Linked DNA regions of Macaca mulatta: regions 1 and 3 are each linked to region 2. A link is a contact called in public Hi-C data. All regions are on one chromosome and are shown on one strand. The core of a region is the stretch at or near the end of the contact, and the rest is flanking DNA. Distances in the headings are between cores, read along the strand shown. Region 1 holds the start of ZNF605 (zinc finger protein 605). Region 2 holds the start of ZNF84 (zinc finger protein 84). Region 3 holds the start of ZNF891 (zinc finger protein 891).

Region 1 (2,700 bases), core at 50-2,549, 71 kb before region 2:
CGCTATTGGAGACGGGTTGAAACAGCAACCACCGTTATTCAGCTGTCAAATAAAGCATGCAACTGGACACAGCAAAGACGGCTCCGAAAGGTTACTGGAAGTGGGGAAAAAAGACGCGGAAGAGGGTTGGGAAGGGGAAGGGGAAGGGGCTTCTGGGAAGAACCCCGAAGCCACGAGACTCACGTGCGTCTCTGCAAAGCAAAAAGGGATTTTCTTTCATAGAGAGACGGGAACAAGGGTAGCCAAGACCAGGCCTGCCAAGCGAGGTGGAAGTTCGCGCGACCAGAGAGCAAAGCAGAGGAAGCCTGACCCTGAGCCAGCCTGTTCTCTGCCGAGGCTGCGTGTTGGCTCAGGCCGGGGATGGGCCAAAGCTCAAGAAAATGGGGAAAGGAAAGAAGCTTGGCTAAAGTTTGGTTAAGGAACATTTTGCTCCGACCGCTCAGTGGAGTTCAGCCAGTCACTGATGAGGCAAGCGACAGCAACGTGGCGGGTCTGTGTGAACAAGGGGCATCCTGGAGGCTGACCTAAATCATATAGGGAAGGGGGGTCTTTGCAGCGAGTCATCTCCTGGAACCCAAAAGGGTGGGAAATTCCTCAGCCTTCACTGTTTCCAGGAGCACAAGGCTCTGGCGAAATTCAACACTGTCACAGCCGGCAGGCTTCCGTGAATGGAACCCACACAAGCGACCCCTAAACCCTCCCAAGCAGACCCCCGCAGAAGCCTCATCATTCACCCCGCTGGCCTCCAGTGCTCACCACAAGGCATCCAAATCATTGATCAGCAGAGTCCTAATCGCTGCAGACACATCCTCCACACGGCCTCCCAGGGGCCCCTCTCCCCCAGGGCCAAGAGCAGCCTCGCGTCCCCTTGCCCCGCCCGCGCTGCACCCCAAGTCTACAGGGACCTCCATAGGCCGCCAGTGAATCGCCCAGCTGACCCCAAATCTCCCCCGACCCCCACATTCAGCGCCCCGCCGCCGCCCGCCCTACAGCCCCCATCCCGCCCGCTGCCTCCCACCCCCGCGCGCCCCCAGGGCCCCGCCCGAGGCCCGCCGTCCGCGCATGCGCCCAGGCCGCCCCGCAGGCCTTTCTGGCCCCGGCCGGCAGCCAGCTCCGGCGCGCTGGGGTCACCGCTAGCCGGTCCGCAGCGGGGTCACCGCGACCCCCGGCGCAGACACAGAGCCTGCCTCCAGCCCCGCCGCCTAGTCGTCCCGCCCCCGCTGCACACTCCCTTACCCCTCGGACCTCGCAGTGCAGTGGTGGACACGGCCCCACCGCGGAAGTGAACGCGCAGAGAACTACATTTACCAGAGTGCCGCTCGCGCTGGAACCACACTTCCCGAGGGGCTCCGCGGTGCACTCGCCGGGGTCGCCCTAGGACGTTTCCGGTTGGAGAAGCCGCTTGGCGGGTAACTGGGGAGGACTGGAAGAAATCTAGGATGGAGCCAGCAGTGCTGGCCCAACATGTCTGTGAGAGAACCTAAAGGCGCCTCCAGGAGGACGCCTCTGCATCTTTTCCTTGTTTTTTTGTTTGTTTGTTTTTGGAGGCAGGGTTTCGCTCTGTCACCCAGTGGGGAGTGCAGTGGTGCTATCACCACTCATTGCAGCCTCAGGCTGGTTTCCCAACTCCTGGGTTCAAATAATCCTCCTGCCCCAGCCTCCTAAAATGCTGGAATTACAGGCATGAGTCACTGCGTCCGGCTTCTTTTCCATTTTACATCACAGCTGTAAGTAATATAGGTAAATTTTAGTGTTACGCGCGTTGCAGTGAGCCAATATCGTGCCATTGCACTCTAGCCTGGGCGACCGGGCGAGACTCCGTCTCAAAAAAAAAAAAAAAAAAAAAAAAAAAAAAAAAAATTAGCTGGGAGTGGTGCTGGGCGCCTGTAATCCCAGTGACTCAGGAGGCTGAGACAGGAGAATCGCTTGAACCCGGGGGGCGGAGGTTGCAGTGAGCCGAGATCCCGCCGCTGCACCCTAGCCTGGGCAACAGAGCGAGACTCTGTCTCAAAAAAAAAAAAAAAGGTTTTTGCCAGGCCGGGGGCGGTGACTCACGCCTGTAATCCCAGCACTTTGGGAGGCCGAGGCAGGGGTATCACCTGAGGTCAGGAGTTCGAGACCAGCCTGACCAACATGGTGAAATCCCGTTTCTACTAAAAATATAAAAATTAGCCGGGTGTGGTGGCTCATGCCTGTAATCCCAGCTACTCAGGAGGCTGAGGCGCGAGAATTGCTTGAACCCGGGAGGCGGAGGTAGCAGTGAGCTGAGATCACACCACTGCAGTCCACCCTGGGAGACAGTGAGACTCCGTCAAAAAAAACCCATAAAAGCATATTAATTTTTACATAAAAATGGGGAAAAACAGGAAACACACACAATTGGCAATTTAAAAAATTGGAATGGCCATAAAGACCAAATTCAAGTTTTTGTGAAATAATATTTAGCTCAATTCTATATTAGTAAATTTGGAGCCTGTGAGAGATGGGGTTTTGCTCTTGTTGCCCAGGCTGGAGTGCAATGGCGCAATCTCAGCTCACAGCAACCTCCGCCTCCCGCCTCCCGCCTCCCGGGTTCAAGCGATTCTCCTGTCTCAGCCTCCTGAGTCACTGGGATTACAGGCGCCCAGCACCACTCCCAGCTAATTTTTTTTTTTTTTTTTTTGAGACGGAGTCTCGCCCAGTCGCCCAGGCTAGAGTGCA
Region 2 (2,700 bases), core at 69-2,568:
ATCTGACCAACATCTCATTTCCCACTCTCGCCACCTGACCTCTGGTGACCACACTTCCACTGTTTCTATGAGTTTGCCTTTTTAAGATTCCACGTTCAGGCCGGGCGCGGTGGCTCAAGCCTGTAATCCCAGCACTTTGGGAGGCCGAGGCGGGTGGATCACAAGGTCAGGAGATCGAGACCACAGTGAAACCCCGTCTCTACTAAAAATACAAAAAATTAGCCGGGCGCGGTGGCGGGCGCCTGTAGTCCCAGCTACTCAGGAGGCTGAGGCAGGAGAATGGCGTGAACCCAGGAGGCGGAGCTTGCAGTGAGCTGAGATCCGGCCACTGCACTCCAGCCTGGGCAACAGCGTGAGACTCCGTCTCAAAAAAAAAAAAAAAAAAAGATTCCACGTTCAATTTCCTATGTTTGTAGTTATTTCTCTTTTTTCATCTCTCTCCTCTCCTCCATCTCCCCGGCGCCATCTCTCTTTCATAAGCATCGTGACTTACCTATAATTCTCCCTACCACTCGAGTTATGGATCAGCTTTACTTTTTTTCTGTTAATTCTTAGCTTCTTTCCGTAAATATATTTATGTTTTTGTGGTTTCCTCAACTGAAGTCAAACCAATTGTCTTTTTAAAGTATTGGTGGGCCGGGCGAGGTGGCTCACGCCTGTAATCTTAGCACTTTGGGAGGCCGAGGCGGGCGGATTGCCTGAGCTCAAAAGTTCGAGACCAGCCTGGGCAACACGGTGAAACCCCGTCTCTACTAAAATACAAAAAATTAGCCGGGCGTGGCGGCGGGAGCCTGTAGTCCCAGCTACTCGAGAGGCTGAGGCAGCAGAATTGCTTGAACCCGGGAGGCGGAGGTTGCAGTGGGCCGAGATCGCGCCACTGCACTCCAGCCTGGGCGACAGAGCGAGACTCCGTCTCAAAAAGAACAAAAAAAAAAAAAAAAAGAGTATTGGTGGATTCGGTTTCCCTTCATGTTTCTCAGAAAACCGTGTGAGCCAGTTTGGCGTCACTGCGTCTCCAGGCGACAGGCACTTCCGGATGCGGGGCACCCTGGGAAGTTGAGTTCGCGGTGGCTCCGTCCTTCGCGCATGCGCATATGCACTCGTGGCAAAGCTTGCTGGCGGCCCTTTCTTCCTCTTTGTCCTTCGCTGCCACGTGAGAGGGGAGTGTGCGCGTGTGCGCGCGTGCGAGTGTGCTCGTCTGCAGTCCCCTACTCGTCCCGGCCCGTTCGGAGCCGCGGGAGCGCACAAAGGCCGGCGACTCCGGCGCGTGCGCGGGGCGCGGGACCGGGCGGCATCACGTGATCGCGGGGCCGCGGGCGCGCGTGCTCGAGCGCGACTCGGCGGCGGCGTCTTTTGTGAGTTTAGTGCGTTTAATGCGGGGCCGGCGCTGGGGGCTCCAGGGATGGCGGGGGAGGCGCGCGGGAGTGGCCGCGGAGGGCTTCGGCTTCAAGGTCCTGGACGTCCGCGCGCGGACTCGGGGCTGGGGCGGGGTGGGGCTGGGCCGGCTCGTGAAGATGCCGTGGGCCGCGGAGCCGCGCGGGTTCTGGGCTGTGGGGCGGGCACGGCCTTTCCCGAGGCGCCGCTGCTGGGCGTCCTTTCAGGCGGGCGTGGAGGCGCCGGCGTGGGCCTCGCGTGCGTTCGGCCTCGACAGCGGGCCAGCCCCGTTGCCGAGCCGTGGCCCTGAGGCGCGGCTGCCCTGCTGGACCGCATCCGCCCGCAGCCTGGCTCTGCCGGTGTCGAAAGAGTCTTTTAAAGCACAGGTGTGAGCCACCATGCCTGGCCCTGTATTTTTTAATGGTTACGTTTATTGACTGTTTTACAGTTTTTTAAATTACTTTTGTCTTTTGTATCGTGTGGCGACATCTCCCCTCAAATTATGCATATAATTCACCTGTGGTTTGTTTTTTTTTTTAAGACATTCTTAGGGTTTCCATTATTTTAAAATTTAATCCATCTGGAAGTAGTTGTATGAAATAGCTACCTTTATTTTCTTTCAAATATTCTCGTATTCATTAAATAATTTAGTTTTACTCATGGCTTTGAAGTGCTACATCTATTACATGCTGACTCTGGCATAGACAGTTCTGCTTTTTTCATCTGTGTAACCTCTCTGAAGCCACTGTCAGATGTTATAATTATTATAATTTATATGTATTACAGTAGGCCTGTTCACATTCATTATTTTGTATTTCCAAAAGCGTCCAGGGTATGCCTGTAGCCCCAGCTACTCTGTAGGCGGAGGTGGGAGGATCACTTGAGCCCAGGAGTTCAGGGCTGCAGTGAGCTATGGTTATGCCATTGCGCTTCGGCCTGGACAACACAGTAAGACCCTGTCTCAAAAAAAAAAAAAAGTGTTCAAACTGTTCTTGAACCTTTTTCCTTACACGTAAACTTCAGAATTTTGAGATTCTGAGTGGAGTTGAACGAGTTATATAAATCATTTGAGGTCAAATTACCTTCACAATATGAAGTCTTCCTATCCTAAAATAAAATCGAATTATAAATTTCTTTAATTCTATTTTTATAGTTTTCATTGGTGTTTTTAGTATGCTTCATATGGATCTTGATATTCCTACATATTTTATGACTTTTTTTCAATTATGAGTTGGATTTTATTTTTTCATTATTTTATATAAGTTGTTGATATCTTTTTTTTTTTTTTTTTTTTTTTGAGACGGAGTCTCACGCTGTTGCCCAGGC
Region 3 (2,700 bases), core at 135-2,634, 93 kb after region 2:
AGAGCAAAACTTACTGTAACAGGACCCGCCCCCAAAAAAAGACCAAAACAACAACAACAAAAAAAAACCAAATCTACATTTTTGAAAAGACTAATGTACACTGATACCTTATAGGAGTAATCAAGAAAAAAAGAACACCTAGATAATTAGGTTCAAAAAAGAAAAAAATAACAATTACAGCAGTTATTTTAAAATATTAAAAAGTAGTGATTTTAAAAATCACCACAGAAATTACTTACAGTGATAAAATAGCATGGGCAATTTTATGCCAATAAATTTGAAAAATTACACTAAAAACAATTATCTAGGAAAAGGTATCTAAAACAGAATACAAACTAAAATACCTAATCAATGAGACTTTTAAAAAACTGAGTCAGGACCGGGTGCGGTGGCTCACTCTTGTAATCCCAGCGCTTTGGGAGGCTGGCAGATCACCTGAGATCGGGAGCTCGAGACCAGCCTGACCAACACGGAGAAACCCCCGTCTCCACTAAAAATACAGAATTAGCCACGGCGTGGTGGCTCATGCTTGTAATCGCAGCGACTCCGGAGGCTGAGGCAGGAGATTCACTTGAATCCGGGAGGCGGAGCTTGCGTGAGCCGAGATCGCGCCATTGCACTTTAGCCTGGGCAACAAAGAGCGAAACTCCGTCTCAAAACAAACAAAAATTGAGTCAGAAGTTAAACGCGTACTAAATAAGACCAAAGGTTCTGCATGCAAATTGTACCAAACTTTTGGAGGCGGGGCGGGGGGCGGTGGGGGGTGGTGACCTGTTTTACAGAATAGAAGAGACTGTGCTGTCCAAATTATTATGAAGTTTATAAAATCTTGTTAGTATAACGGGCAAGGAGAGTACACAAAAAGATTAAAATGCAATCTTGTGAGCATAAGTGAAGTCAAAGGGAGACAGCCAATTGAATACACCAGAGTATAATGCAATAGGTGAAAAAAACTATGGCTGTGATTCAACCCATTATTAGATTTGGAGATTCAAGAGGCTGCTGGACAGGGAGGCGTGCACCCTCAGCCCTCCCGTGTTGCTTAGAAAAGGAGGCAAACGCGCGCCCCCGGTCCCCCGGCGCTCCCTGCGTGGCACACACAGCCAGCCCGGGACCCCTCCGCCCCTCGCGCCCCTGGTCCCCGCGCGCCACTCGCACCCGGTAAGGGGCCCCTCCTCCCTCAAGGGCCTCTCCCACCGCCGCCTCCCAGGCAGGCTCCCCGAGGCCCAAACTTCCGTGAGGCGACGCCTGCACGCAGGAGAACTCAGTGGGCGAGGCTGAGCCCACGAGACGCATCCCGGTTGAACAAGCCACCGCCCTGCACGCTCACCCATCCTCGGCGCCCGCCTCCAGGCGCCCGCGGTCCAGCCTAAGGGGGACGTAAGGCCGAACTACGTTTCCCAGGAGCTTGTGCGCCGCCCCGCGGAAGGAGCGTGGTCCGTGCGTCACGAGCGCGCTCTCGGCGGAAGGCCCGTCACGGAAGTGTCCGTCACGGAGTGGCGGCTGGGGCGCCGGCGGGGAAACGCCGATTCTAGGATCCCGGGGCGCGCGGCTGACGGGCTGGGGGCGGGGTGCGGCCTGAACGCCAGGCTGGGGCGCGTGCGTCACGGTGTGTGTGAGGGGTGCGTGTGCGTGCGTGCGCGGCAGGGGCGGGCGCAGGACTAATGGGGCGGGGCGGGGCGCGTGCGCGTGCGTGACGTCAGGCCACGGGGAGGTGGCGCCGTAGTGCCGGGCCGGCCTCAGACACCGCTCTGACGCCGCTGCTCGCGCTGCGCGGGGAATGGAGTCGCGTTCTCTGTTTTGCCGTTGCTGCTGCCTTTGTGACGAGATCGCTTTCTCCCATCGAACCTTCTAGTTGCTTATTGCAGGTATACACGAAAGTGCTGAATTTTGTGTTTGCATCGTAATGAGACGCGTGTTGAACCCTTTAGTAATGTAGCAGTGTATTAGCTTCGTATTTCTAGGTAGACGGTAATTTTGTCAATGAAAAATTCTAACGGTGATAGTCACCCCTTGCCGGAGTCACTCTCCCTCGCGCGGCCCAGGCGTTCACGGCGGACGTTCTTGTTCTGTGGAGAATAACGGCTGCGCCTGGAGATTGACGCAGAGTGGGCGGCGGTGGTAGTAAGTTTGAGCCAGGTATTTTGAGTAATACAAAATAAGGTTTCTTCTAGTCTAACTTCCATTTTTCCCCCAGCTGGGATAGATGTTTAAAATTTTACCAATGGCCTTTCTAGCATTTATTGAAATAGTGACGCCAATTTGTGTGTGGTCTTTTGAAAACAAATCCTGCGTCTCTAGCTCCTAGCTTCCTCATCTTCAATTTTGTTTTTTAATCAAATAGGTTAACTAGAGGTGTGTTTGTTTAATCTACTTTTTTTGTTTTCAGAGACAGATGATAAGTTTACTATATTTTTATTTTCCCTTGACGCTAGATTTGTTAATTAAAATTGTATATAGGCCATCTAACACATAATATGAGTGTCAAAGATAAGGTTAACATCAAGATTTGGTACGTAGATCCCACCCAAAGTGTATGCAGAAGTTGAACAATTTCAATTCTAGCTATACATTAATTGCAGAAAGAGACTTAATTAAAAAAAAAAAAAGTAAAAGGGAAGGCAGGATGTCACCCAGAATGCCAGCCAACAAATATTATTAGGTTAGAGATGACTGCAGTTAGCTCTCCGAGAACTGGAT

Evidence for each region. Hi-C and Micro-C count contacts between places; a contact is called where the count stands out from the background.
Region 1: a contact with region 2 is called in a Hi-C map of fetal cortex germinal zone, with 1.9 times the contacts expected there. The contact joins the promoter of ZNF605 here to the promoter of ZNF84 in region 2. A contact is called at or near these places in 2 of 14 Hi-C or Micro-C datasets (fetal cortex germinal zone and liver).
Region 3: a Hi-C map of fetal cortex germinal zone shows a contact between it and region 2, with 2.4 times the contacts expected there. The contact joins the promoter of ZNF891 here to the promoter of ZNF84 in region 2. A contact is called at or near these places in 2 of 14 Hi-C or Micro-C datasets (fetal cortex germinal zone and fetal cortical plate).

Annotation. Positions count from the first base shown.
Region 1 is chr11:140,307,856-140,310,555 of T2T-MMU8v2.0, forward strand. ZNF605 (zinc finger protein 605) reads right to left here and starts at 1,300. Exons shown (of 5, transcript XM_077955933.1): 1 at 1,237-1,300. All of the region lies in intron 1 of ZNF268 (zinc finger protein 268), which reads left to right.
Region 2 is chr11:140,379,007-140,381,706 of T2T-MMU8v2.0, forward strand. It overlaps ZNF84 (zinc finger protein 84), which reads left to right and starts at 1,319. Exons shown (of 5, transcript XM_077955926.1): 1 at 1,319-1,451. The region is part of intron 1 of ZNF268 (zinc finger protein 268); the gene reads left to right.
Region 3 is chr11:140,471,474-140,474,173 of T2T-MMU8v2.0, forward strand. ZNF891 (zinc finger protein 891) reads right to left here and starts at 1,385. Exons shown (of 3, transcript XM_077955940.1): 1 at 1,331-1,385. The region is part of intron 1 of ZNF268 (zinc finger protein 268); the gene reads left to right. It overlaps ZNF10 (zinc finger protein 10), which reads left to right and starts at 1,742. Exons shown (of 5, transcript XM_015109755.3): 1 at 1,742-1,868.